2 separate regions of the Macaca mulatta genome follow, and region 1 is linked to region 2. The links are chromatin contacts, called in public Hi-C maps. All regions are on one chromosome and are shown on one strand. Each heading gives the region's core, a stretch centred on a gene start, on an enhancer-like site or on the middle of the called end of the contact. The rest is flanking DNA. Distances are from core to core; before and after follow the strand shown. Region 1 holds the start of PRR14L (proline rich 14 like). Region 2 holds the start of YWHAH-AS1 (YWHAH antisense RNA 1).

Region 1 (2,861 bases), core at 347-2,846, 200 kb before region 2:
TCTGTGTCATTCTGGATATACAAGAGGGAAGAGATGGCTCCTCAAAGGTACAGAGTCTTCATTTTCTTGGGAGAGCAAAAGAAAGGAAGAACTTGGAATCGCCCACTTGGGGGGTGGGAAGGACGTGCAGATGGAATATTTTTTGTCACTACAGTAAGTCAGGGAGTGGGAGAGGACATCTCCAACCAGTCAGGAAGAAGTGATACCTTCTGTGGACAAAGGAAGGGCTGGCTTCTGGCATCAGGTCTCCCTTTCTCTTAAGAGGACAGACCTGTTTCCAAAAGCTAAGTCTTTTTTTCTTGATTATTTTCATTGATGCTCTCTTTGTTAATGGGGGGGGGTATTGTACAGTAGGATCTAAGGGGACTGGAAATGTCTCTTTCTCTAACCCCTAAGTGGGAGGGAGTCTTCCACTCCAGTGAGAAAGGATGCTCGAACACTTGTGATGGGGGTTGGGAGGGGCACGCATGGAAAAATATGCTTCTCGGTGCAAGATATTAATTTTCTTTTTTAACAGATGAAGTTAAGAGTAACAGCAACAGCTTACCAAAAGCTTACTATGTAATTAGTATTTACACAAATGCTCCCTTAGCCCGCATGACAATTTTAAGAAAACAGAACCCAAATTGGAGATGGACTGAGATTGAGACAAGTTAAACAAATAGTCAAGGTCACAAAGATGTTAAGTGAGAGACCCAGGTTTGTAACTATCACACTCCAAAAGCCATGCTCTTAATTGTGCAAGGGAAAGGAGCTCACTGCACACCAAGAGGCTTAAAGGGAAGAAGAGAAGCGAGGCTCCCTCTGTGGACATCGCGATGGGAGAGGGAGAAAGGTTGACTTCTGATACCATAAAGTAAATTTTCAGGGTCTTCCTCTCCGTATCTTGGGGTACACGTGAAAAATAAAGGAGGAAGGTAAGTCTCTTTCTTACTGGGAAGAAAGATCCCCTCTGTCACTTTCAGGCAAGTTGAGTCTCACTCTTCACCTGGGGGACGCTGACCAAAGTTGGGGGAAAGGTCTCATTTAGGGGTTATCTCTTACTCCTCCTCAGGATAAGTTCAGAATGCCCCTCGAACCCCGGGAGTGGGTCTCCCTCTGCTGACCAACGGATGAGCGCTAAGAAAGAGCGTACGCCTCCGATAAGGGGCGTCGTCCTCTGCGAGGAGATAAGTTGGGGGATCCCTGTCGTATCGAGGTTGAAGAGGAGTCTCTCTCCCGCGTCGGAGCCATGACTTGGAGAAGCCGCTTTTCTCTCTAGCGACGCGGGGCCTGGTCTCCTCCCTCTCCCTGGGTCGTTCCGCCGCCCACAGGGCAGCCTTGGTTCCTTTCCGCGCCCCAAGAAGGCTGGGGGCCCGGACTCCCCTTTAGCCAGCACCACCCGGCGGAGGGTCCCTTTAGGGCGGAGTGGGGCGGGGCGGCTACGCCCGAAGCCTTCCAGTCCCCGGCCTCTTACCCTGAGACCTGCTCCGCGGCCCGCGCTTGCCCAGCCAGCTCAGCCTCTGCAGCTGCAGCCCAGTCGTCGCCAAGTCTACCTGAGCCTACGGAGCCGACAGAGCCCGGGGACGCTCCGGCCGCCGCCACCTCTTCGTCTCTATGGTCCCCCTGCACTTCCTCATCCGGGGCCCGAGCCAGCCATGCGGACTCGCCCAAATCCCGCCCCCGCACCGCGCGCGCGCACTCCAAGGGGAGGCTCTTCCTGCTTCTGACCTCCCGCCCTCTGCTAACCCCAGCCTCCCTCAATCCCGCCCCTGCGACTCAAATTTTCAAAGGGAAGCACAACTTTTGGCGCTGCTCCCGCTGAGCCACAGGACCCAGTGCCTACGTCCACTGCTGTCACCCTGTTCCAGTCCACCGTTTTTCTAGTCTGGACGGCTACAATTCTAAGGGCCTGCCTGCTTCCACTCTGGCAGCCCAAGAGATCTTATTATACTGGAAATAGTGTTTTGGGTCACGACACTCCTCTGCTTCTTCTCATCACAGTGACCGCTAAATAAACGGCACCCCTGCCTCCAGTTGGTTACAGAACCTTGTTTTATTTTCTTCATAGCTTTAACAGTAGCTGCAATTTCTGTGTCTCATCTCTCTATTGACTCGTTTATAATTTATCTTCCTCCACCTTGTCTGTTTTGTTCATCACTTAATGCTCAGCACCAACAGCAGTGTCCAGCACAAAACTAGACACTAGACGGACATTTGAAGGAAGGAAGAAATGTTTATCCAGGGGAAGAATTGAGGCGGCACAGAGAATTAAATCGACTTGCTCCAAATCATACACCTTTGTGTTAAAAAATAGAACTCGACCAGGCGCCGTGTCTCTCGCCTGTAATCCCAGCACTTTGGGAGGCGAAAGCGGGAGAAGTACTTCAGCCCAGAAGTTTGAGACCAGCCTGGGCAACACAGTGAGACATCGTCTCTGCCAAAAAACAAACAAACAAACAAGAAACAAACAGCTGGGTCTGGTGATGTGTGTCTGTAATCCCAACTACTCTGGAGGCTGAGGCAGGAGGATCACTTGAGCCTGGAAGGTTGAGGCTGCAGTGAGCGGTTATCATGGCACTGCACTCCAGCCTGGGTGACACAGCAAGACTCTTTCTCAAAACAAAACAAAAATTGCTCAGATGTTGATGCACCTGTGCTCCTAGCTACTGGGGAGCCTGAAGCGGGAGGATCGTTTGAGCCCAGGAGTTTGAAGCTGCATTGAGCTATGATGGTACCACCACTGCACTCCAGCCTGGGCAAGAAAACAAGACCCTGTCTCTTAAAAACAAAAACAAAAACAAAAAACTGAACGATTCAAAGTTTCTTTTCTTTTCTTTTTCTTTCTTTTTCTTTTCTTTTTTTTTTTGAGACGGAGTCTC
Region 2 (2,700 bases), core at 155-2,654:
GAGGGTCGGACTCGATTCTGCCCGGACCAGTGCAGACCCAAGCACAGGGTGTGGCCTAGCAGAACCCACGGACAGGCAGGGCTCGGGGCGGGCGGGACGGCTGGGGCGGGGCGGGGCTGGGCTGACCCGCCCCTTGGGGCACGCGGCCTCCCGGCTTCTCCGCGGGTAGGTTTGCTTGCTTTTGGGGCCCTTCTCAAGCCACATCGCTAACGTGGTTGAAGTGGTGCGTTTCAGGGTGGCGCTATGACAATGCACTCCCCGTGCAGCCGCCATCACCGCGCCGCCTCCTCCGGCTCCGCAGTCTCCTGCCTGGCTTTCCCTTCTCCACCTCCATCTCTGCGGCGGTAAAATGCAGCACTCGCAGAGCGCCTGCGCGGCTTTCAAGCGGGGCGGCGGCGGCGGTGGCTATTTATAGTAGGTGACGTCACCTTGAAATAGACCGTTAGGGCCGGCCCGCCCTTCCCCCCTCCCACTCCAGCCGCTCCCCGCCGCCCGGCCTGGCCACTCTCACTGCGCAGGCGTCGTTTCGTCCTCCCATCCCCCAGCGCGACCGCCTCTCCTCCCTCGGCGGTGTCCGCGGCGCGAGCCACAGCGCGCGGGGCGAGCCAGCGAGAGGGCGCGAGCGGCGGCGCTGCCTGCAGCCTGCAGCCTCCGGGTCGGCCGGCGAGCCAGTGCGCGTGCGCGGCGGCGGCCTCCGCAGCGACCGGGGAGCGGACTGACCGGCGGGCGGGCAAGCGAGCCAGCGGCGTGAGGCGCGAAGCGAGGCCGAGCCGCGAGCGACATGGGGGACCGGGAGCAGCTGCTGCAGCGGGCGCGGTTGGCCGAGCAGGCGGAGCGCTACGACGACATGGCCTCCGCCATGAAGGCGGTGAGCGCGCCGGGAGCCCAGGCGGCTGGCCGGGGAGGCCTGGCTTTGGGGAGGGACGGGGATGGCCGCGGGCGGCGTTCCCCTCCCGGCCATGGGCGACCCCACGACCCGGCTGGGCGTGGCCGCCCGCGCTTCCCGCTCCCGCTGGGCGCCCCGCCACTTCCTGAGGCTGGGCCCGGGCTGGGGGATCCGGGAGGGTGCATCTCGGGGTCGCGGCGGCAGCCCCGTTGGGGGCGGGCGGGCCGGGGTCGCCACATCTTAGTTCGGATCCCGGGCGGGGGCAAAGGGTGCCCTAGGGGTCGTGAAGGAGCCGCATTCCTCCTACTAGAGCGTTTCACCGGACCCGGGGGCCCCCCCTCTCGTCTTCCTCCGTTCCCCGACTTGGAATAAAGAATCACCTAGTGAGTGGCGCCCTGTCTCAGCTGGTTTTCTCTGCTACGTCCTGAAGTCTGTAATTCCGATCTGTTTTGCTCTGCTTGTTCGAATTGTTCTGGTTTCATCTTCCCACTCCTGGGGGTCTGGCTTTGTGTGCGAAGACCCCTTTCCTGCAGTCTAGGCGTGGACGAGGGCGAGAGAGGGGGCGGAGGGTGTGGGGCCCATCACAGCCCCAGGTTTGCTGCTGCGCTGTCTGCCTGGAGATTAAAATGAAACGTGACTTCTAGGTGAGACTAATCTGTGTGCCTTTGCATTCCCGAGACCCTCATAAATCGATTCTGCAGCTTCTTCTCCGGTGGAGGAGTCGTGCCCAGCCACACCCTAGCAAAATACCGTGGGTCACACACCACCTGCATTTCTGAGTTCCGGTTACCATCTCACTCACTCTTCACGTTATTTTACGTTTTCTCTAAATGAGTATTTCCTCTCACTGTGTCAAGGTCACACAGTGATAGAACTACAGCTGCGGCCACCATCCTGCTATGTTCAGTGTACAACCTCCTGAGACCTGGGAGGAGCCCCTTGAACCCCGCCTTAGACCTACAGATGCAGAAATTCGGGGGTGAGACTCATATCTGCATCGTAACCAGCTCTCACAGGCGATTTTTAGCTGGCTTAAGTCTGAGAATTACTGCCCATGACTATAGTAAATGTATCCTTTGCTGGCCTTTTGGAGGGAGTTGCGAAAAAACTGCAAATACAAAGGCTCCCTAAAATCTTAAGTCATTTGGAAAGCTCATTTGAAGGCTGTTGACCTTAATGTCAGACAAAATATGTAGTTGGGGCTAATATTTAGGATTGTTCAGGTAAGAAAGGTACTTGAAGAGTTGCCTTTCCTGTGGTGTCCTTGTTACACACAACTGGGTGTGTTTGGAGACCAGCAACACTGTTGCCCGTATGTTGATTTGTGGGTGATCTTGACTTCAGCACTATTAGCATGCTGTTTTGGTGAGGCAGGAGGTTTTCTTCCAAACCGGGGGGCCGTCTAGGTCTGGAGGCTGAACTTCATGTAGTTCAGGGGGTCCTTTAAAAGAAAATCTAAAATATAATTTTTGCATATTGTACAGAAATGGGGCTGACTGAATGCATTTCCTTGGAAGGGATCCCGAACCTTAATTTTCTTTGGGATAAAGCTGCCTCTGTCCACAGCAGGTCACACTTAAAACTCTCCTCCCCAGTTACTGAGTGGTGCTGGGATTATGCAGGCTGAGGCCTCGCCACACATTTTCATGAAGTGGTTGCTCACCCTCTTAAGTGAGACGTAAAGACTGCAGTGTTAGGAGCCCTTTGGGAAATAAATGTGGTGAAAAGAAAGGAGGGACAAGGTTTAAATGAAGGGGAATGGAGGTGAAGGAAAAATGGCTAGAAGGTGCGTTCTGAAACAATCAGAAACCTGA

The links. Hi-C and Micro-C count contacts between places; a contact is called where the count stands out from the background.
Region 1: a contact with region 2 is called in a Hi-C map of cortical neurons, with 3 times the contacts expected there. The contact joins the promoter of PRR14L here to the promoter of YWHAH-AS1 in region 2. A contact is called at or near these places in 2 of 14 Hi-C or Micro-C datasets (cortical neurons and fetal cortex germinal zone).

Annotation. Positions count from the first base shown.
Region 1 is chr10:19,758,480-19,761,340 of T2T-MMU8v2.0, reverse strand. PRR14L (proline rich 14 like) reads right to left here and starts at 1,596. Exons shown (of 7, transcript XM_077949887.1): 1 at 1,457-1,596. LOC144331789 (a long non-coding RNA gene) reads left to right here. Exons shown (of 3, transcript XR_013399288.1): 3 at 1-6.
Region 2 is chr10:19,558,186-19,560,885 of T2T-MMU8v2.0, reverse strand. It overlaps YWHAH-AS1 (YWHAH antisense RNA 1), which reads right to left and starts at 1,404. Exons shown (of 4, transcript XM_015150105.3): 1 at 1,267-1,404. It overlaps YWHAH (tyrosine 3-monooxygenase/tryptophan 5-monooxygenase activation protein eta), which reads left to right and starts at 677. Exons shown (of 2, transcript NM_001266591.1): 1 at 677-868. The coding sequence starts at 782.